Linked DNA regions of Mus musculus: regions 2, 3, 4, 5, 6 and 7 are each linked to region 1. The links are chromatin contacts, called in public HiChIP or PLAC-seq and promoter capture Hi-C maps. All regions are on one chromosome and are shown on one strand. The core of a region is the stretch at or near the end of the contact, and the rest is flanking DNA. Distances in the headings are between cores, read along the strand shown. Region 1 holds the start of Akap8 (A kinase (PRKA) anchor protein 8). Region 2 holds the start of Zfp101 (zinc finger protein 101). Region 3 holds the start of Rab11b (RAB11B, member RAS oncogene family). Region 4 holds the start of Myo1f (myosin IF). Region 5 holds the start of Rps28 (ribosomal protein S28). Region 6 holds the start of Pfdn6 (prefoldin subunit 6). Region 7 holds the start of Ring1 (ring finger protein 1).

Region 1 (2,817 bases), core at 38-2,537:
ATTTTCTTGTATGTTTTGCCTGCACATATGCTCACTATTCACATGCCTGGTGCCTGTGGTAACCAGAAGAGGGCTTCATATTCCTGGGAACTAGATTAGAGATTGTTGTCAGCCACCTTGTAGGTGGCAGAAAATGAACCTGAGTCTTTGAAATACTAACAAGTCCTTTACGCTGAGCCATCTCTCTAGCTCCCAGCCGTCTTTTATTTTCTGAGACATAGTCAAACCATGTAAACCGTTAAACTCTGTAGTCCAGGTAGGCCTTCCACTTTAATGTCCTGGAGTTACATGGCCTGTGCCACTAAGTCCAGTACTTACTATAGTTTCTATGTAAGCAGATCAGGTTTCAAACAGCAAATAAGGTGTGGGTGATCAGATCGAATCCTAGTTCCTTGCATGCCTGTCCAGACTGACTGGAATTACGCCCAAGGTCACTTACAGACACTAGGACTAGTTATTGGTGAATCTGAACCTCAGCTGGGTTTGTTGGATTCCTAGAGCAGCCTCACCAGCCCTGTCTGCCCTGCCCATAGCTTATGATGGAGCAGTCCAAGAAGTCCTCGCTTATGGTGGCCCGCAGTATTCTCAACAACAAGCTCATTAGCAAGAAGCTGGAGCGATATCTGAAGGTGAGGCAAAGGCGAAAGCACTGTCCTAGTCCTGACCTTTGTGTGAGCCTGGTCCCCATTCTATCCCAGTGATTCCTACCTCCCATTAAAGTCTCTATCCATCTCTACAGGGCGAGAATCCTTTCACTGACAACCCAGAGGAGGAAAAGGAACAAGACGAGGTGGAGGCTGGCGCTCTGGATGAAGGGGCACCAAGCGAAGCGACAGAGCTCACAGAGGGCGTGCCGGCACAGCCCCCCGTGCCCCTGGAGCCCGCCCCAGGGACTACAACACCGCCACCTCCGCCACCACCAGAAGAGGAGGAGAGCCCTGTACCCTTGCTGGGCGGAGCGCTGCAGTGTCAGATCCGCGGGATCCCGGGCCTCGACATGGAAGACGACGAGGAGGGCGGTGGGGGTCCATAACCCTTACCCGGCAGGGCTCCCGTGGCCGAGGCTGGAAGTCCAGCCTAATAAAGTGCTTTCCCATCTGAGGTCTTCGTTTGTGCTGTGGTGAGGGCGGGCCCCTAGAAGTGCGCCTGCGCGCGGGTAAACGCGCTAGAACCGCTCACGCGTGCGCGGACCTGGACGCTCTTGCGCACTAGCTTACCCTTGAGGCACAACTCCCGAGATGCTGTAGATTTGCAACCCGGAAGGCTGGGCGGATCGGCGGGGGCGGGCCCATTTGAGCAACCAATGGTAGCGCCCAGAAAGAGACGTACGCTCTTCGTCTTCCAGTAGCAGACAGCACGTTGAACGCATGCGTTCTGAGCGAATCTAAGACAAGGATCTGCTGGCGGGTCGCGTCGCAGACATGGAGCAAGGCTACGGAGGTTAGTGTGGGCTCTTCTTCACCACGGGAGACCCTGGCGCATGTGGTATTCGGGCTTAGCCTGCAGCCGGAACGCACTTGCCGCAGCCCGGTTCTGTGTGGAGTTGTCCCGGACGCGCGCGCTTCCCTTATTGGGCCTCTGCGCAATCGTTCCCGAAGCGCCGCGCGTGGATTGGCCGGTAGGACTCGGGGCGGGGGGTGCGGATGAGGCGCGAAGGCCGACGCTGTGGCCGGTTTCTGGATGCGTTCTGGACCGCTTTCACTGTGCAAGCCGAGTGGCTCTCATCGCTGCGGGACCCCAGGACCCGAGCGGTCTCAGTCCCGCCTTCTCTTCCGAAGACGCCACAAAATGGCGGCTCCAGGGGCGGGGCTAAAGCGAACGCTGAGGAAGCGGGGGGTGGAGGGGGTTGAGGTCCGGCTGGGTTGCGGCGGCCGTAGCGAGGAGAGAGTCTCAGCTCATCCTCCGCAGGTCGTCCTTGAGAGCTCGTGTCCCCGGGCTCGCTTTTCTGAAGGCTTACGGGCAGCGCGCGATCGGCCCAGCTGTGCACTGCGGCTACACCCGGTGCAGCTTTTTGGGAAAACCTGGCTGGGTCTCTGCAGTGTACGCGGCGTGAGGTGCTCGTGGGAGGTGTGCTGCCTGAGGGGCTGGGATTCTGGACTGTAACATTACGGGGGTCTGCGGAAGCGGGAACGTTGCCTTTCCTAACCTAAATGTCAGCAACTTTTCGTAATTAGGCGTCGGTTCTCGAGCTATCTGCTTTTAATCTCCTGGGAGGCCTTGACTCTGTACGGAGATTTACCCGCAGGAGATAGTTGGAACATGTGGAATGGGGTTGGAAGTGGGCACAGGGAGTGGTTAGTGGCTTCTGGCGGCTAAGGAAGGGATCTTGAGAGGCAGCAGAGTAACAAGATCCCTAGAATTGGACTTGCCAGAGAGGCCTGAGGTGTGATGAACACGTGTGCTTGGGTATCAGCCTAGTGCTCTTTGCCTTTGGGATCCTAGATCTATGTCTTCCATTCTTAGCCTTTCCACCAGATAGATACCTGTCACAACCCTGCTATACTTCTTTGGTCTAGGGAACTTCATGGTGACTCCCACTTTCTACCAGCCAATAATTTTACAGATACAGTTAGGGTATTTGCAGCCTTCCTGGTTTTTTTGTTTTTTTAACTAAGAATTTTTTTAGCCGGGCGTGGTGGCGAATGCCTTTAATCCAAGCACTTGGGAGGCAGAAGCAGGCAGATTTCTGAGTTTGAGGCCAGCCTGGTCTACAAAGTGAGTTCCAGGACAGCTAGGGCTACAGAGAAACCCTGTCTCAAAAAACCAAAAAAAAAAAAAAAAAAAAGAAGAAGAAGAAGAAGAAGAAAAAGAATCTTT
Region 2 (2,771 bases), core at 241-2,740, 1.1 Mb before region 1:
AGAGTAACAAAGCTTACAGAATGAATCTTTCTATATGTATAGAAAAGGGGTTTACTGGAAAGACTCACAGGCTGCGGTCTAGCTAATCCAACAATGGTTGGCTGTGGATGGAAAGCCCAAGAATCCTGTAGTTTCTCAGACCACGAGGCTAAATGTCTCAGCTGGTCTTCAGCTTATGCTGGAATCCCTAAAAAGTAAGGTTCTGATGCCAGTGAAGGAATGGACATGCTAGCAAGGCTAGGGCAAGCAGGCAGGAGCAGAAGCTTCCTCGTCCAGCTCTAGCAAAGCCTGTAGCCTAGATTAGAGCTGATTCAAGGTTTGGTTCAAAGGCCTGGGACTCCCTACCTCAAAGGTCCAGACCTGAAGCAGAATCACCGACTCCAAAGCAAGCAAAAAGTTCTCACAGGTATGTCCTCCATTCCCAGATTTGATTTCATGACTAACAGAGTCAAGTTGACAACCAGAAAAATAATCATCACAGGACTCAAGAAGAAATTTGGAGGTGGGAACTGAAGTAGAGGTCATGGGGAAATACTGCATGTTCACTCTCCCTTTTTATACAGCCTAGGCCTATCTACCTAAGTATGCATTAATACAGTAGATTGGAAACCCCCCCCCCCCCACACACACACATCATTCTTTAATCCAAAAATATTCTACAGTCTTGCCTATAGCCAATCTAATGGAGGCATTTCTAAGTTGAGTTCCCTTCTCTCAGATGACCCCCACTAACATCAAGTCGACAAAAGGCCAACCAGTACCGGAGCGAAAGCCTCTTCTTTGCTTACAAGTTTTTTTCTATTTACATTATTAATTCATATATGTTGCTTTCTGCTCTTGGCTTGGTTTATAGTAATAATGTTCAATACCCAGAAGTAGTCCAAGTAAAGCCTGTAAGAAGAGACATTTGCAAAAGCATATGTCTTTATCAAACGTGTTTTAAAATATTATTTCTTCAGACAAAGCTTTAACATATTTGTACAGGTTTCTTTCAAACCTGGGGCTCAATCAACATTTTAAATCTTAACTTTCAAAAAATATAGGTGCAAAAGTCCATTTGCCTCATCTCAGATTCTTAAGTTGGCACTCATTATTGGCACTGTCCTCTCCTGACCGGGTAACCTTCTCTGTTTGGGGTCATGGGTTTTCCTTTCCCTACACTGAGTCTGGGATGTCCAGAGCCAATCTGTAGCGCTATTTTATGTGAAACAGTAGAAGCCCACTGAGTACACGACAAAGCGAGTGCGTGCACTAAAATCCCAGAAGGCGTCGTGCTTAAATGCAAGGATCCCACATATTTACTCCAAACGGAACGTCTGGGTTAAGATTGGGTGTTGCTCTATCTTTTTTTTTTTTTTTTTTTTCCCCATTTGCGTCAAGTATGGGAGAGGTTGTTGATCCTGCTACTCACGAATAAGAAGGCGGGTCCAGCATCTTTCGCCAATCAGAGCCGCTGTTACTTCCTTGCTGGAACTGTCAAATGAGGAACACGGATGTTCTGAAGTTTCTGCCCCTGGCTCCATTTTTGAATCCCGTGTAGCTTTTGTGAGGTGTTGTGACAGCTGGTTTCAGTCAGTGCCACCTATTTTGTCGGCAGGCTCTTCCGAAGGACCCCCGCATGCGTCCGAAGCTGGAAATGGTGAGTACACGGTTGCTCCCGGAGTCGTGGGCCGCGGCTTTGACGTAGCCTGGCGCAGCTTGGCACCGCCGACCCGACGTTCCTCTGGCGCTGTGCTGCAGTTCGAGGTGGAGCTTGGCACCGGCGGAGCCAGGAGTCGGAGGCTCCTCCTGCCCTGTCGCTGTAAAACTGCTTTATCCCAGTCCCTTGGCTATCATGGGGAATGAGCTCGGTGGTCCTGCACCCTGCAGACTTTGCAGCGCTCACGGGTTGGTGATGCGGTCTGGTCAGTGTAGTGAAAGGACGTGGGTGTTGAGCGTTACTGCTGGTCTGACCTTGCACTTGCGTTTGGCCTGCTTTATTGTTTTCTGAGGTCTCCTTGATTTTGTATTAGTTTTGCTCTAGGCTGCTTCTCCAAAGAGAAGGAATATGTAATGTGCTTTTGGTGGCAGTGGTGCTGGTGAGTTTTTGATTGGTTGATTTCTTTGTTTTTCAGACAGGGTTTCTCAGTAGCCCTGGCTACCCTGGAACTCACTTGGTAGACCAGGCTGGCTTCGAACTCAGAGATTCTCCTGCCTCTGCCTGTAATGTGTGTTTGTTTGTCTTCTTTCCTTTCTTGGAACTCATTACGTAGACCAGGCCTACCTTGAACTCAAGAGATCTGCCTGCTTCTGCTTCCTGAGAACTGCAGTTTAGATGCGAGCACCATCATGCCCTACAAGGTGGGCTCCTTAATTAGTATTTACCAAGATTACAGTCCTCTAGAAAAATATTAACATCTTCGGTTGTTTCCTTTGCCCTTATGTAAATCGTTTTTCTAGACAGTGTAATTTGCGACTAGGGAAAGTGTGGACAGGGGCCATCTGGGAGAAAAACATACGTGTCTTCTATCTTCTGGATGAGGTATTTTTTTGAGAGTTGGTTTGAGTGCACAAAACATTTCAAATTTTATTAGTGTTGTTCATGTGTGGTGAGCCAATCTTTGGGCTCCCGTGCCATAGTATATACTGTGCAGGTCAAAGGACTCCCTTGTGGGGTTGGAGTTGGTTCTCCTGTCCATTCCCTGGGTTCAGGGATCAAACACAGGTCACAACGCATGCTTGACGACTGCTTTTGCCTGTTGACTCATTTCTTCGGCTTCATTTATTTTTAC
Region 3 (2,816 bases), core at 181-2,680, 1.4 Mb before region 1:
TCTCAGGAATACACAAGCAGAGAAAGAAAATGAAATCAGAGAGGTAAATTTTTAAAAAAAGATTTTATTTATTTATTTTATATATGTGACGAGTACACTGTATCTGTCTTCAGACAAACCAGAAGAGGGCATCAGATCCCATTACAGATGGTTGTGAGCCACCATGTGCTTGGAATTGAACTCAGGACCTCTGGAAGAGCAGTCAGTCTCTTAACCACTGAGCCATCTCTCCAGCCCCCGAGAGGTAACTTCCAAGTTACCAGTGTACAAGAGAATCATAAGTTCAAAGTTGGCTAGCACGAGGTGGCGTGTTTAGCGGCGCAGAGCCAGGTGGATCTCTCAGTGTTAAATATCAGGTTCTAGGCAGGGAGACCCTGTGCTCCAAATAAAACAGAACAAGAAAAAAAGAAGTTAGTTCAAAGTAAATATGTATTGTTATCATTCCTTCTAGGCTCCCAGTTACCTGGCAATAGCTAGGTATGACTAACTCACTAGAAAAGGGGCTGTTTGCCCCCCTCCTCTCTTATCCTACACTCTGCCCCTTCTCCCTGGCCGGCCTCTCCTCTTCTCTCTCCACCCCCCTCCTTGCCACTCTCTCTCCCTTTCTCTATCTCTACTCCCTCTTCAATATGAAGCTAGTCAGGGTAACTTGAGGCCTCGTCTCAACAAACAAACAAACAAACAAACAAACAAGCAAACAAACAAAATCAAGCTGGGTGGTGGTGGCCAATGCCTCTAATCCCAGCACTTGGGAGGCAGAGACAGGCAGCTCTCTGTGTTCAAGGCCAGCCTGGTCTATACAGGGCAAGTTCCAGATGGCCAGGGCTACATGGTGCGACCCTGTCACAAAAAAAAAAAAAAAAAAAAAAAAAAAAAACAATAAAGAAAAAAGAAAATCAGACAGGTATAGTCTGATCCATATCACCAATTCCAGTCTAGCTAGGGTTTCATAGTGAAAAACCTGTCTTAAAAAAAGAAAAGAAAAAATATGAGTAATGGTGAAAGCAGAAAACAAGAGAACTTTTTGAGAAGAGGAACAAATAAAAAAGCCTAGGATCCCCATTTGTTTTGGAGGTACTGACATAAGCTTTGTATTTAAACAAAGAACTGGGGAACTGCAACCCAGAGAAGGCACCCCCAATCAACGAACATACGCCCGGAAATGGTCATTTATGGGGCTAGAATAAGAGGTCGGAGGAGACCCACTGATCTATGATGTCATCAGGACGTTAAAGTCCGTAACGTCACCTAGAGGTAGCTCAATTTCCCTTCCCCTACAGGTTCGCTGGAAGGCCCAGTCTGAGTTCAGTCTCTCATTGGTTACGCACTCTGTCAATCCACTTCATTGTTCAAGTGTTCCGTCCCGCCTTCCCCCATCTGCTTTTGATAGGCTGCTGAATCTGTCATTTCAAAAAGGTCCGCATTCCTTCCGCCTTTCTCCGGGAGACCGAGGGCTAGAAGGGTGGATCCCAGGAGGCTCCTACCCCCCGAGCTCGGTTTCTCAGCCTGATTGGCTTGTCCAGGTGCCTGTCACTACCGCTTTCACCGTTGACTGGCCTTTAGACCGCCGCTCTACGCGGCGCCGGTTCCGCCCCCGACGGGTGTTTGTGGTGGGGCTGCGGAGTCGCCGATCCCGCCGGAAGCGCCAGGACAATGGGGACCCGGGACGACGAGTACGATTACCTATTCAAAGGTGCGCCTTGTGGGGTACAGACAGGCGAGGTGGCGGTAGCGACTGGAGGGCCGAAGCCGTGCTACAGGAACAGAGAGCTCAGGGTGGAGGCCCGGACTTCAACGGGGCCTATCCGGGCTGGGAGTCGGAGGAAGCCGGGGCAAGTGGAGTTCGCTAGGCTTCGGGCCCTAGTACGCAGTGGTGAGGAAAGGGAGGCTCGGCGAGGCCTACGGACCCCGGATGCGCCGGGGCGGGGCCGGGGCCTTGGGGGGGTGGGGCCCGAGGTGGTAGGAGAGGCCGTTGGGGCGGGGCGTCCCGAGGGGCGGGGCTTTCCTGGGTTTGGCGGGCGGACTGCGTTGAAAGCAGGATTGTAGCTGGTGTTAAGGCGAAGGAGAAGGTTGTGGGCGTGCCCACAAAGCCTGATTGGTGTGAGCCTTCTAGGACTGACTGACACACCCGGGGCCTACCTTGGAGTGGAGCCTGGATCATGTGCAGGAACCCTATATTATGGTGCTTTGGAATTGGGTAGATTGGGGCCTGTCTGTCGACTAGTTCAAACTCTTGATATTCATGGAGAAGTGATTCAGTTGGTAGCATTCCTAGCAGCAGCATGCTCAAAGCCCTGGATTTTATCACTAACACCGCCTTGGTGATGGTGCAGGCCTGTAGTCGCAACACTTGGGAGGCAGAGGTAGGAAGATCAAAAGTGCAGAGGCCAGGCTGGATTACTGGAACCCTTTCTCAAAGGAAAAAAAGAAAAACCACACATGGACAACGTTAAATGCAGTACCTGTACTATTCTGAAACTTTTTAATAATGGTCCCTTTTACTCCTCCTTATTAGTTTATACAGCCCATATTATCCAGGAAACAGGCCAGTAGTGGTGCACACCTGCAATCCCAGTACTCAGAGTTGGAGGTAGGAGGATGTACTGGCTAGTTTTGTGTCAACTTGACACAGCTGGAGTTACCACAGAGAAAGGAGCTTCAGTTGAGGAAATGCCTCCATAAGATCCAACCGTAAGACATTTTCTCAATTAGTGATCAAGGAGGAAAGGCCCCTTGTAAGTAGGACCATCTCTGGGCTGGCAGCCTTGGGTTTTATCAGAGAGCAGGCTGAGCAAGCCAGGGGAAAGCAAGCCAGT
Region 4 (2,700 bases), core at 26-2,525, 1.2 Mb before region 1:
TTTTATTGTATGTGCCATGATGCTGCTAAGTCTAGACCCATGCATGGTGCTGATCATTCTCCAGCCTTCTCATCATCAACAGACTTCAACTTGAACTTGTAGTGACATCTCTGTCTGCAGCGTCTCCACTGCCATCCTTGGGTAGTAGGGAGAACGGTCTCTCCTTTGTATACCTTTCCTCTATCCTTTCTCCACCTAGTCCTCCATCTCCTCCTCTTTTTTTCTTCCTTCCTTCCTTCCTTCCTTCCTTCCTTCCTTCCTTCCTTCCTTCCTTCCTTTCTTTCTTTCATTAGGTATTTTCTTTATTTACATTTCAAATGTTATCCCCTTTCTTGGTTTCCCCTATGAAAACCCCCATCCCCTCCCTCTCCTCTTCTTTCTATTCCTTATCTCCATTCCTATTTTTCCTTTTCTTCTCCTAGCTCTCTCTTCCCCCTCCTTTTCATCCTTTGCTATCTTCTGCCGCACACCCACATCTCCAACTCCTCCTTAGTAAAATTAACTGGTCCTGGAAGTTAAATGAGGATGATGATGACTTATTTTCAGTGCTAGAGATGATACCCAGGATCTTGAGCACACTAGCCAAGCACCCGCACTGAGCTATCATCTGCCCCTGTGATTGTTATAGTCAAACCACCTAGGATCACTTGCACTGTTATCCCACCCCATGAGAGTGGCCAAACCTACAGATCCCTCTGATGAATGTTCCCAAGAAAAGCCCTACACCCCTCAAACACTCCTTTCTCCAGACCAACTTCTAAATAAGAGTTCTAGAAACAGAGGCTAAGAGAGGGAAGAGCTTGTTTCAAACTGCAGGGGAAGACTAGTTCTGAGATGAGTTGATAACCTAGTTCTCTAAGCCCCTGAAAAGGGACATGTTCTCTTCCTGACGACTGTGTAATTCCTTCAGGGACACTTTCTTTCCTATTTATGTTGCAGTATTGGTCCTCATACCCAGCCTGGCAGATGCAGATTGGAGCTTGATTCTTGGTGAGGGACATGGGGTGCTCTGTGCTGTCCTATGGAACTCTGTCTCTGAAGGCTCTGTGGTTCTCATAACCATTGCCCCAAGTTTTGAGGGTGCTACCAGGTTACCACTCCCAGATCCCACCTTGAACAACTTACCATGGTGAGGGATGGTATGTAGGCTCCTGTGGGTAATGACAGGGGTGCAGGCTCAGAGGGTTCTAGGGGGTGGCTCTGGCATGGCTCTCCTCCTTCACAGGCTCTTGGCCCTAGTTCCTCTTGTAACAGCCCCTCTTTTACTTCCTTTGCGGGAGGGCTCATGACCACAGGGGAGGGAAGCTGAGGGCGGGGACAGTGCTCTGAGCTCTAGCAGCAATGACAGGGCTGAGGGAACCGTTTGGAGCTTACCCTGAAGGGATAGGTCAAAGTTGGCGGGCAGTCACTGCCAGACTAGAGAAAGTCCTTTATCCATCATCTACCTCAAGAAAAGAGTTACAGCAAAAAGCACCCAAATCAGCTGACTGCAGGACTGGCCGCTTAGTTCTCTTCAGAATCAGGGGAAGGAAGTACCATTTCAGATGTGTGTCTGCTCAGAGTTCCCATGGAAACCCTTTATGGTCCTCCCTGTAGACTGTTCCTCCAAAGCCAGGTCTGTTAGTAAGGGAAGTTTAACTGGAGTAGAAGACACCACAAGACTTATTTCCCTTTAATGTCTGTATTTCTCTTTGTGTGCGTTTCTATATGGGTGCATATGAATGTGTGGAGGGAGGTCAGAAGACAACCTTAGGTGAGTGCCAGTTCTCACCCTTCTCCTTGAAATAGGCATCACTGTTGTTTTCCTACTGTGGAAATCAGGCTAGTCTGCAAGCTTCCTGGATTCTCTTGTCTCCACCTCCTATCTCCATGTCTCAGATATTTGTTACCTTTATCTGGCTTTATGTGGGGTCTGGGGATTCAAACTCATGCCCTGATGCTTGTTGTGAAAAGTGAGCTATTGGCCTTGAGAGAGAGAGAGAGAGAGAGAGAGAGAGAGAGAGAGAGAGAGAGAGAGAGAGAAAGAGAAAGAGAGAGACACAGAGAGAAACAGAGACAGAGACAGAGAGACAGAGACAGAGACCGAGACCTTTGGAACCCAGGAGGCACTGGATCTCTGGGAGTTTACATCTGTTAACCACCTGATATGGGTGCTTGGAATTGAACTGTGGTCCTCTGAAATTACAGGAAGTAATCTTCTATCCAGTTGAGCCTTCTATCCAGCAAGCACCTCCCACTGTCACTCCACCCCAAATCTGGATATTGTTGTGGTTTTTGTTTTTGAGATAGGGTTTCCACTGTATAATTTTGACTTGTCTGGAGTTTGTAAGTAGCAAATTTGGTCTCAAACTCAGAGATCCTCCTGCCTCTGGATTGTGGGGCCCAAAGATGTACACACCATTCCTGGCCCAATCTGGGTTTTCACACTTACAGCCTTGCTGTTTTCCTGACTTGGCTCTATCAGCAGCAGCCAGCACATGTAGGGCCTACCATACGTTAGCTCAGTACTTGGTCTTTGGAAGACCAGATCACAAATGAGTCTTCTGTTGACATGGAGGAAATGACAGTTCCTAGAAGTTGTCACCTCCTCATGTTACCCACTGGGGAGGTGGCTAAGACCAAACCAGACTGGTGAGAGCCTAACAGGGACCTGTGTTCTAATCCATCTTTGGTCCATGCCACAGAGACTGGGAATGTCTC
Region 5 (2,700 bases), core at 167-2,666, 1.5 Mb before region 1:
CAAATAATACAACCTATCTCCTAACTATTCCAAGACAACCCAATGAAGTTAAAAGTTAAATTTTTGCTTTCACAGCCTGACAAGAAAGATCTCTGCTCAATTCTCCAAGGAAAGTTCAAGAGAACAGCAAATTTAGGGTTGTTTTTTCACGTTTGTTTATTAGACAGGGGTTAACCTGGAACCCATCATGTAGATCAGGCAGGCCTTGAACTCAGAACTCAGCCTGCCTGTTTCCCGAGTGCTGGGATTAAAGACTGTACCACTATGGCCAGCCTTGGGTTTGGTGGAAGAATGTCAGGATGAAGGCAGCAAGCACGGCCTGCTCACCGCTTGGCGATCTCCTGGTAGCGCAGCTGTAGCTTCGCCTGCAGGTCTTGCTGTGGGAGGAGAGAAGAAGTCAGAAACTAGGGAACCCCAGGATAGGGTTAGCGAACAGAAGTAGCCAGTTAGGGTAAGTTTACAAGTCATGCATATGAAGAAAGGCAAGGGCATGGCTTACAAAACTTTAAGGCTAAGTTTCCAGCCTTTCCAAGATCTAACCTAAAAAGCCTTCCTTTTAAAGAAAATCTCCTCTGTATATGGGTCAATATACTAAACGTGCTTACCCTAACATTATGGGAATTCTCACCCAAACAGTTGCTTACTAAGCTCCAGTGCTAGATATACCTCCTTTCTTGGACCCTAAATTATCTCTCCTCTTATCCATCTCCAACCTCCCAGGAGCTGCAGAGATCTACAGCTTCCCTGACCTCTTTGTTTTCTTCCAAAATCTAAAAACTGGTCCTCAGCCTTCCAAAAACAGGGGCACAAGATTCCAAGCTGATAGCCGGGCGTGGTGGCGCATGCCTTTAATCCTAGTCGGGAGGCAGAGGCAGGCGGATTTATGAGTTCAAGGCCAGCCTGGTCTACAAAGTGAGTTCCAGGACAGCCAGGGCTACACAGAGAAACCCTGTCTCGAAAAAGAAAAACAAAAACAAAAACAAACAAACAAACAAAGATTCCAAGCTGATACGGGGGATGAGGAAACACCTGGTCTCACGTGGGAGACAAATGAGGCGAAGAGAGAAAGGGATAGGAAGAGGGGCGGGGCGGGGGGGAGCTAAAGCCAGGCAATCTAAGGCCAAGGAAATCCCAGTAACCCGGCCAAAAACATTTAGGACCTTGAGTCTGACTACTGGAGTCACAAATTCAGGGATCCTGGATTATCCACTGAACTAAGGAGATGTTAAGGGGGATAGGATTCAAGGGCGTACAGAACCCAAATCCTTCCCGGCCCGGATCGGAACAGCACACGCACCCCAGACGCCCAGTTCCGCAGCTTTTGGATAACGCGAGTAGCGGACGCCATATTCCTTCCGCTCCGAAGGACGCTGGTGACGACTCTGTCCCGAGGATTCCTGGGTACCGCGTGCGGTCTCGCGAGAGCGAAAGTGAGGCGTGGTCAGAGCCGACTATAAAAGGCATCCCCTGCTCACGTGACTCCTCTCCGCCAGATCGCCGCCATCATGGACACGAGTCGCGTGCAGCCCATCAAGCTGGCTAGGGTGAGGCGACTGCGGGTGTTTAGAAACCTGAATAAAGAGAGAAGAAAGCTGAACATGTCGAGCCTAACTTTCCCTTATTTCCTGTAGGTAACCAAAGTGCTGGGCAGGACCGGTTCGCAGGGACAGTGCACGCAGGTGAGTGATGGGAACATTCGGACCACTTCCTGGGGTCGGAGCGGAGTCCTCCCGAGTACCAGGATTATAACTGGATTTGGTGACGTTTAATTCTAGTAGCTAGGTTCAGGGAGGATATGACTTTGTAAGAAACGCGGATACCGTAGTAAGACTGCCTTTGAAAGCTTTGGTGGTTTTTTGTTGGGGGGGGGGGGGTGTTCTAGACAGGGTTTCTCTGTGTAACCCTGGCTGTCCTCGAACTGAGAAATCCGCCTGCCTCTGCTTCCCAAGTGCTGAGATTAAAGGCGCGGGCTACCACTGCCCAGCTAAAAGATTTGGTTTTTAAAGAGGTGGAGTTGGCGGGACCTGTGTGTCAGTAGTAGACTTGCTTACCATACAAAGAACCCGAAAAAACTTGAGTACTGAACTCAAAGCTAGTAATTAAAGATGTCTAAGGAAGTTCACTTGGAGTTCCAGTCAAGCTTAGGCTACAAAATGATCCAGTACCGAAAAAACCTGGGCCACTGTTGATAGTGTGCTTGCCTCGGTCCACCACATAGAACAAGAACGGTAGGGCATCTCACCTACTCCAGGAGACAGACAAGCCTAGGCTAAAGATGCCCTGACCGTTCGTTCCCCTGGCTTATACCCAGGTCTCCCATCACAGCTAATTAAGAAACTAAGGTAGGGGGACCCGTAGATCAGGGCCAGCCTGAAGTAAGTTGGAGGCACCCAGATAAAATTGTAAGTGGGGAGGGTGTTGTAATTCCAGAAGGATCACAGGATTTCAAGGTCAGATCAGGCTACAGAGACCCTATCATGTGAGTGATTCAATGCCTTTGGTCTGGCAAATGAGACCTTAAGAGTAACAAATGCTTGTAACTGCTGAACCATCTGACCTGACCAGCCCCTGTCCCAGGCTCTGGTCCATATTACCTTTCCACCCCACTAGTAAGTAGCAGCATTTAACTCTTGTATTGGGCTTGTAGGTGCGAGTGGAATTCATGGATGACACCAGCCGCTCTATCATCCGAAATGTCAA
Region 6 (2,732 bases), core at 223-2,722, 1.6 Mb before region 1:
GGGTGAAGTGTCCGTGAGACAACGAACTCACAAACCCCATCCCACCCCCAGCCCCATCCCGAGTCTCCAGGCTCCTCTCCCAGCCTGGGCTCACCTTGGCAGCACTGGCGATGTCCACAGCCTCCACGATGTCTGTCTGCAGGATTTTTGCCGTGTCTTCCCCATCTTCTCCTACCAGAAACCTAAAAGGCAGTTAGGATGACGACGGTGACGGTCCCCACCATGCAGCGGGCATACAAACATAAAAACGCAGAGAGACAGGACAGCGGGGAAAGCCCAGGTCGGGGTCCACTCACCCAGGTTCCTCTGCAAGCAGCAGCTCAGCGCGGGCGGCTCTGACGCTTGCCTCTTCCTCTTGCGCTTCAGCCTTCTCGAGTTTGCTTTGAGTTTTAGGCTTCGAATGTGGGAGCTACGGCATTGTTGACAGGGTTGCAAGAACCGAAGAGCATATGTGGGGGTCCCAGGAAAACCACTGGGGAAGCCGCCACCACCTCATCCAAACCCTCGGCCTCCAATCCCTCTGACAGCCCGCCGGTCCTCACCGTTTTGGACTTGTCAATTCGACAAAACTTCCGGGCCTCCTCCAGGGGGGCGGGGACGGGTCCTGGGAACGGGTCCTGAGCCTGGCGAGGACAAGGAGGCAGGAGGCAGATTCTGATGGATCCGGTTCCTCTCGATCTCCGGGGACGACCTGCACCGCCACCCTGTCAACCCCAGGCTCACCCCCGACAGCGTCCTCTGAGGCTTCTTCCAGTCTGGAGCGGTCTTTGAGATCGGGGGCTTCTTGGAGAACCGGGACTTCTGGGCGATGTGCGCGCTCTTGGACCTCGGGGGTCGCGACTCCCCAGTCCTCGCCTTCTTCCGAGGCGGCCCCGGGGAGGTGGCGACGGCGGCCGGGGTGGTCTCCTCCTCCCAGTAGCGCCGCGGTTTCTAAGGGGCAGAGGAAAAGCCTTCGCACACGCTGCCCGAGCCTGGGCCCGGGACGCGGACACCTCCCACCAAAGCTACCTTCCTCTTGGCCTGAGGCTTGTCTCTCTTGGGTGGGACACCCCTACCCGGCTTGGGGGCTGTCTCCATCTCCAAGACCGAACAACGATCCACGTGCGAAACTCCCTTGAGTAGTAGCTCGGCGGTCTAGGAAAACTTCCGGAAGTCCCCCCCTTCATCCAATCAGCGCCGTACCGGCGTCTGAAGCCTCCGGCGCCATGTTAAGTGAGGGCATGCCTCTGTGAGCCCGGGAGGATCGCCCGAGGAGCAGCTTATAACCAAATAAAGATTTAAAAAGCATGTATGAGCCCCGAATCTTGTTAACTATGAGCTTAGATTTTTCCATATTAACTTTTCTGTCTTGCCCAAAACCTCTCGAGCCGAGTCTTTTAGGTCGAACGAGCCTCACACAAGTCAGAACTACATGTTCCAGCATGTATCGGAATGTAACTTCCGGCGCCGTCTTTTTCTCTCCCGTCATGCCTTGTTTACTTCCGGGTTTATTGATTACAGCGGGTAGAGCGTGAAGAGGTTAGCGTTTGGCTTGGAGGGTTCGGGGATCTCTTCTTTCGCTCTCCTTTGCCTAGGGAGTGGCTATTCTGGACGAAAAGAGGCTGCGGCGCCTCGGAGAGTTGCGGGTAGAAAGTGCTGTCCTTCTGCAGGGTCAGGGAGGGGGGATTCAGGTGCCTCCCAGAGCTTGAGACCCAGCGACCCCCGCCCAGGAGGCTTTCTCCTTCACCATGGCTGAACTGATCCAAAAGAAGCTGCAGGGAGAGGTAGAGAAATATCAACAGCTGCAGAAGGGTAAGAGAGGGAGTTGGTGTGGTCTCGCTCCTGTCCGCTCTCATCTATGATGAAGCGTCGCGCCCCATTGGGGGCTGCGGGGGTGCATCTTGTTACCCCTCGCCTCGGTATCGTCGCTTTCTTCCTCACACCCAGTCTCCCCAGAATTGCGCGGTTCTGGGCCCATTTGATGTTTTTAATCGTGCATTTCCTCTCTCCACCCCAGACTTGAGTAAATCTATGTCAGGGAGGCAGAAGCTCGAAGCACAGCTAACGGAAAACAATATCGTGAAGGAGGTGAGGATGGGACGCGGGGGTGGGGGGCGAGGAGGGACTCTCCTGGGCACGATCATCTCATTCACTGCCTCATCCCCTTCTCAGGAGCTGGCCCTGCTGGATGGATCCAACGTGGTCTTTAAGCTTCTGGGACCCGTGCTTGTCAAACAGGAGCTGGGGGAGGCTCGGGCCACAGTAGGGAAGAGGCTAGACTACATCACAGCAGAAATGTAAGTCCTGCGGATGGCGTTTTCAGTGCACAAGTGTTAAACCCGTGCTGGATAGTTCTCCACTTACCCATTTCTGTAAAGTCCTGGCTGCCCTGGAACTCGCTCTGTAGACGGGGCTGACCTGACACAGATGCGCCTGCTGCCGCCTCCTAAAGGATGGGATTAAAGGCATGTGGCACCACTCCTGGCCTTTCTTGCTGTGTGACATCTGGTGAGGGCACTTGTCAAAGGACAACCTGCGGGAATGTTTGCCTCCCTACTGTGGGGTTCTGTAGCTTGAATTCAGGTGCCAGCCTTGGAGGACAGCAGCCCTCTCTTCCCCTTAGTGCCATCCCCGCTTTCTGTCCCACAAACCTCCAGTCTTCCACCATATCATTGAGCCCTGGCTGATATCTCCTCTCCGTTTGCCTCCCTTTGCCCTCCTCAGCAAGCGCTACGAATCACAGCTTCGGGACC
Region 7 (2,700 bases), core at 56-2,555, 1.7 Mb before region 1:
CCTCTCTCCCCTTTCCAGGGATTGTTCCCTTTCACTGCCTGGTCTCCCAGGGCAACCCCCGCCGCCGGGTGTGAGAGGAAAGAGTGTATGTCACTGTGTATGCGTGACACTCTGGGTCTTTTCAGAGGGAGGGGATTCTGCCCCCACCCCCTCTCATTGGTTCTGCAGCACCAGTCACCCACCCCCATTCCCCGAGTTCCTTATGGACCCCAAGGGTGATTTGTTCTTGGCCCCATCCTGGTGTCCAGTCTGGCCTTGGAAGGGGGTCTTGGAACAGGTGGCCCTCCCCCACCCCTCCTTTCTCTTTTCCCCTCCCTTCTCTCCACCTTACAATAGCTGCAGCCGGCCTGGGGTCGGATGGGGGGGATTAGGGGAGGGGGCCAGGATTAGGGGAATGGACTAGCCGATGAAAGGGGCTGGAGGAGAGCAGAAGGAGGGGGCTGGGAGGAGGAGGAAGGGGAGGGGGTCCTTGCTAATCGACTCTGGTGCCCACATAAGGACTGGCCACGGACTGAAGGAGAGAACAGGGAAGTAGGGGGTAACTGGGTTGGGGGGCGAGGGGACCCACTGCTAACTTGTCCCAGAGATAGGACACCCCCTGGCAGCCGCTGCACAGGCTGGCGGGGGGGACGAATACCCATCACGGTCTCTTCCTCTGTGCCCCTTATTCCCGACTCTGAACCGGCTCTCAACCGGTATGGCCCTGCTCCTTCTCCTTCTCTCTCCTTCTCGTCCGCTTCCTTCACTCCGAGTCCCGGAGTGGCTTTGCCTACTTTCCCACGCCAGACATTCACTCGTGTGCTCCCCGACTCCCCCCAGGGGCCCGCCCCATCTGGTGTCCCCGCTTCCGCGCGGCGTCTCTATCCCCGGTGCCTCCGATGCGCTTCTCTCCCCGTCCCGGGCCGCGGCTCCTGATTGTCCAAACGCAATTCTCGAGTCTCTGGCTCCGGCCGAGAGTTGCGTCTGGACGTCCCGAGCCGCCGCCCCCAAACCTCGAGGGGGAGAGGCCGGGCGGAGCGCGGGACGGTCCCCGGACACCCGGGACCCCGCCGCAGCCCTAGGATCTCAGGGCGCGCACCCAGCAGCAGAGGTGCAGCTGCGGCCGGCTTTCCGGGGTTCTCAGGCCCGGCTTGAGAGAAGTTGGGGATCAGCGCCACGGAGGGGATCCTCCGCCCTCGGGCTCTCCACATGCACCAGCACCCACCGGGCCGGCTCACCGCGCGCCCGGCGGGGGAGGGGGAACCCGGTTCCACGGCGCGCGTGGCGCGCGAGGGCGGTGACGTCTCCGTCGCGGGGTGGGATACAGGGAGGGCGGAAGTGACGTCGAGCCTCGGCGCCCAGGCCATGGCGGCGGTGGCGGTGGCAGCAAGGGTTGCGGCGTGAGTGGCAGCTGCGGACCGAGCGGACCAGGGCAGCGGAGCCCCGGGGTTCCTGGGGAGAGGCCCGCAGCAGGGCAGCGCGAAGGCCGGAGCTGGGTGAGGGGCCGCGGGGCGCACGCCCAGGGTCAGGGGGCGGGGTCTGCAGAGGGGCGGCCCCGACAGCGTCTCCCCCCACCCCCTTCCGCAGACCTCTCTCAGCGGAGCCCCGCTTGGAGGGGGAGGGTCTGTGCCCCGTCACCATGACGACGCCGGCGAATGCACAGAATGCCAGCAAAACGTGGGAACTGAGTCTCTATGAGCTGCACCGGACCCCGCAGGTGACAGGGATCTTCCAGCCCCAGCTTACCCCCTCCCACCAGCCCTCTCCCTCCCTGCCACACTACTCTTGGCCCGACTCTGTCTTTGAATCACCTTTTATCTTCTCAAAGCACTAAAACACCTACCTCATTTGATCCGATTTAACCCCTCAAAGTGGCCATGGCAGCGAGGTACAGCAGATATCACCGTTTTAATTGAAGCACGGTAAACAGAACTTACCGTCCCGGCCCTGTCCCATCTCAACAGCCACATGTCAATGTACACATATATATATTCATCCTGCGAGCTTAAATATAATTCCCTCTCCAGTTTTCTGACTCACGTGCGCTGGGACGACATCGGAATCTGTTTGACAGACACCCTGAACTTCTAGTCTAGGTAGTCTTGCTCTTTAGAGTTTTAAGAAAGCCTGTTGAGGCCGGATGTGATGGCGAAGGCCTTTAACCCCAGCACTCCTGAAGCCAGGACAGGTGGATCTCTTAAGTTTGAGGTCAGCCTGCTTAGAGGCCTGCCAGGAATACATGCATATGGAGACCCTGTCTTGAAAACAGCAAACAAAAAATGAAGAAGTCTTGTAGCATAAATATCCTCCAACCCATAGATCTGTGCCATTCCCAGCCCTAGTCCTCTCAACAAACCCTGGCCTTTCTGTTTCAAAACTCCTTGTAAATGGGCCCTCATCCCTTCTGTTCTGGTAATCTCCAAGTCATTGGTCTCCTCCATCCCAGAATTCCCATCAGTTTGGTCAGCATGGCTGTCCAGGTTCTTACCTTTCTCAAAGCTTGCCTCTAAAGTCCCCTTCCCCCAACCCACTGCCACCTTCTGATGACCCAGGAAGCCATCATGGATGGTACAGAGATTGCGGTTTCGCCTCGGTCACTGCATTCTGAGCTCATGTGTCCCATCTGCCTGGACATGCTGAAGAACACAATGACCACCAAGGAGTGCCTGCATAGGTTCTGCTCGGACTGCATCGTCACCGCCCTGCGGAGCGGGTAACAGG

The links. Promoter capture Hi-C pulls out the DNA fragments that hold promoters and counts their contacts. HiChIP or PLAC-seq counts read pairs in DNA pulled down with a chosen protein or histone mark. Capture Hi-C pulls out chosen DNA fragments and counts their contacts.
Region 2: a contact with region 1 is called in a promoter capture Hi-C map of hippocampal neurons, with 5 times the contacts expected there. The contact joins the promoter of Zfp101 here to the promoter of Akap8 in region 1. A contact is called at or near these places in 2 of 39 promoter capture datasets (hippocampal neurons and liver).
Region 3: a contact with region 1 is called in an H3K27ac HiChIP or PLAC-seq map of embryonic stem cells, with 2.7 times the contacts expected there. The contact joins the promoter of Rab11b here to the promoter of Akap8 in region 1. A contact is called at or near these places in 2 of 39 promoter capture datasets (hippocampal neurons and second pharyngeal arch cranial neural crest) and 4 of 115 datasets of contacts at active chromatin or transcription factors (astrocytes, embryonic forebrain, embryonic stem cells and 1 more).
Region 4: an H3K4me3 HiChIP or PLAC-seq map of bone marrow-derived macrophages shows a contact between it and region 1, with 6 times the contacts expected there. The contact joins the promoter of Myo1f here to the promoter of Akap8 in region 1. A contact is called at or near these places in 2 of 39 promoter capture datasets (the 3T3-L1 cell line and hippocampal neurons) and 2 of 115 datasets of contacts at active chromatin or transcription factors (bone marrow-derived dendritic cells and bone marrow-derived macrophages).
Region 5: a promoter capture Hi-C map of hippocampal neurons shows a contact between it and region 1, with 5 times the contacts expected there. The contact joins the promoter of Rps28 here to the promoter of Akap8 in region 1. A contact is called at or near these places in 7 of 39 promoter capture datasets (the C10 cell line, hematopoietic stem and progenitor cells, hippocampal neurons and 4 more), 1 of 484 Hi-C or Micro-C datasets (embryonic stem cells), 12 of 115 datasets of contacts at active chromatin or transcription factors (astrocytes, craniofacial prominence, embryonic forebrain and 7 more) and 2 of 9 other capture datasets (liver and pancreatic islet).
Region 6: a promoter capture Hi-C map of liver shows a contact between it and region 1, with 2.6 times the contacts expected there. The contact joins the promoter of Pfdn6 here to the promoter of Akap8 in region 1. A contact is called at or near these places in 2 of 39 promoter capture datasets (hippocampal neurons and liver), 1 of 484 Hi-C or Micro-C datasets (B cells), 4 of 115 datasets of contacts at active chromatin or transcription factors (astrocytes, embryonic forebrain, embryonic midbrain and 1 more) and 1 of 9 other capture datasets (liver).
Region 7: a contact with region 1 is called in an H3K4me3 HiChIP or PLAC-seq map of embryonic forebrain, with 4 times the contacts expected there. The contact joins the promoter of Ring1 here to the promoter of Akap8 in region 1. A contact is called at or near these places in 2 of 39 promoter capture datasets (hippocampal neurons and liver) and 4 of 115 datasets of contacts at active chromatin or transcription factors (astrocytes, embryonic forebrain, forebrain and 1 more).

Annotation. Positions count from the first base shown.
Region 1 is chr17:32,319,708-32,322,524 of GRCm38.p6, reverse strand. It overlaps Akap8 (A kinase (PRKA) anchor protein 8), which reads left to right and starts at 1,287. Exons shown (of 14, transcript NM_019774.5): 1 at 1,287-1,440. The coding sequence starts at 1,422. Akap8l (A kinase (PRKA) anchor protein 8-like) reads left to right here. Exons shown (of 14, transcript NM_017476.2): 13 at 534-629; 14 at 740-1,101. The coding sequence ends at 1,033.
Region 2 is chr17:33,393,356-33,396,126 of GRCm38.p6, reverse strand. Zfp101 (zinc finger protein 101) reads left to right here and starts at 1,490. Exons shown (of 4, transcript NM_009542.2): 1 at 1,490-1,639. The coding sequence starts at 1,619.
Region 3 is chr17:33,759,100-33,761,915 of GRCm38.p6, reverse strand. It overlaps Rab11b (RAB11B, member RAS oncogene family), which reads left to right and starts at 1,430. Exons shown (of 5, transcript NM_008997.3): 1 at 1,430-1,693. The coding sequence starts at 1,654. It overlaps Gm17251 (a long non-coding RNA gene), which reads right to left and starts at 2,058. Exons shown (of 2, transcript XR_003952408.1): 1 at 1,329-2,058; 2 at 49-374.
Region 4 is chr17:33,554,282-33,556,981 of GRCm38.p6, reverse strand. It overlaps Myo1f (myosin IF), which reads right to left and starts at 1,275. Exons shown (of 28, transcript NM_053214.2): 1 at 1,126-1,275. The coding sequence starts at 1,128.
Region 5 is chr17:33,823,278-33,825,977 of GRCm38.p6, reverse strand. It overlaps Rps28 (ribosomal protein S28), which reads left to right and starts at 1,416. Exons shown (of 4, transcript NM_001355384.1): 1 at 1,416-1,544; 2 at 1,632-1,679; 3 at 2,648-2,700. The coding sequence starts at 1,506. Ndufa7 (NADH:ubiquinone oxidoreductase subunit A7) reads right to left here and starts at 1,406. Exons shown (of 4, transcript NM_023202.4): 1 at 1,298-1,406; 2 at 328-377. The coding sequence starts at 1,348.
Region 6 is chr17:33,939,083-33,941,814 of GRCm38.p6, reverse strand. It overlaps Pfdn6 (prefoldin subunit 6), which reads left to right and starts at 1,472. Exons shown (of 4, transcript NM_010385.2): 1 at 1,472-1,791; 2 at 1,997-2,067; 3 at 2,152-2,276; 4 at 2,704-2,732. The coding sequence starts at 1,728. Wdr46 (WD repeat domain 46) reads right to left here and starts at 1,092. Exons shown (of 15, transcript NM_020603.2): 1 at 1,009-1,092; 2 at 724-930; 3 at 543-623; 4 at 297-409; 5 at 95-182. The coding sequence starts at 1,077.
Region 7 is chr17:34,023,285-34,025,984 of GRCm38.p6, reverse strand. It overlaps Ring1 (ring finger protein 1), which reads left to right and starts at 1,305. Exons shown (of 7, transcript NM_009066.3): 1 at 1,305-1,475; 2 at 1,567-1,696; 3 at 2,532-2,692. The coding sequence starts at 1,619. Mir219a-1 (microRNA 219a-1) reads left to right here and starts at 893; the gene lies at 893-1,002. It overlaps Mir219c (microRNA 219c), which reads right to left and starts at 973; the gene lies at 914-973.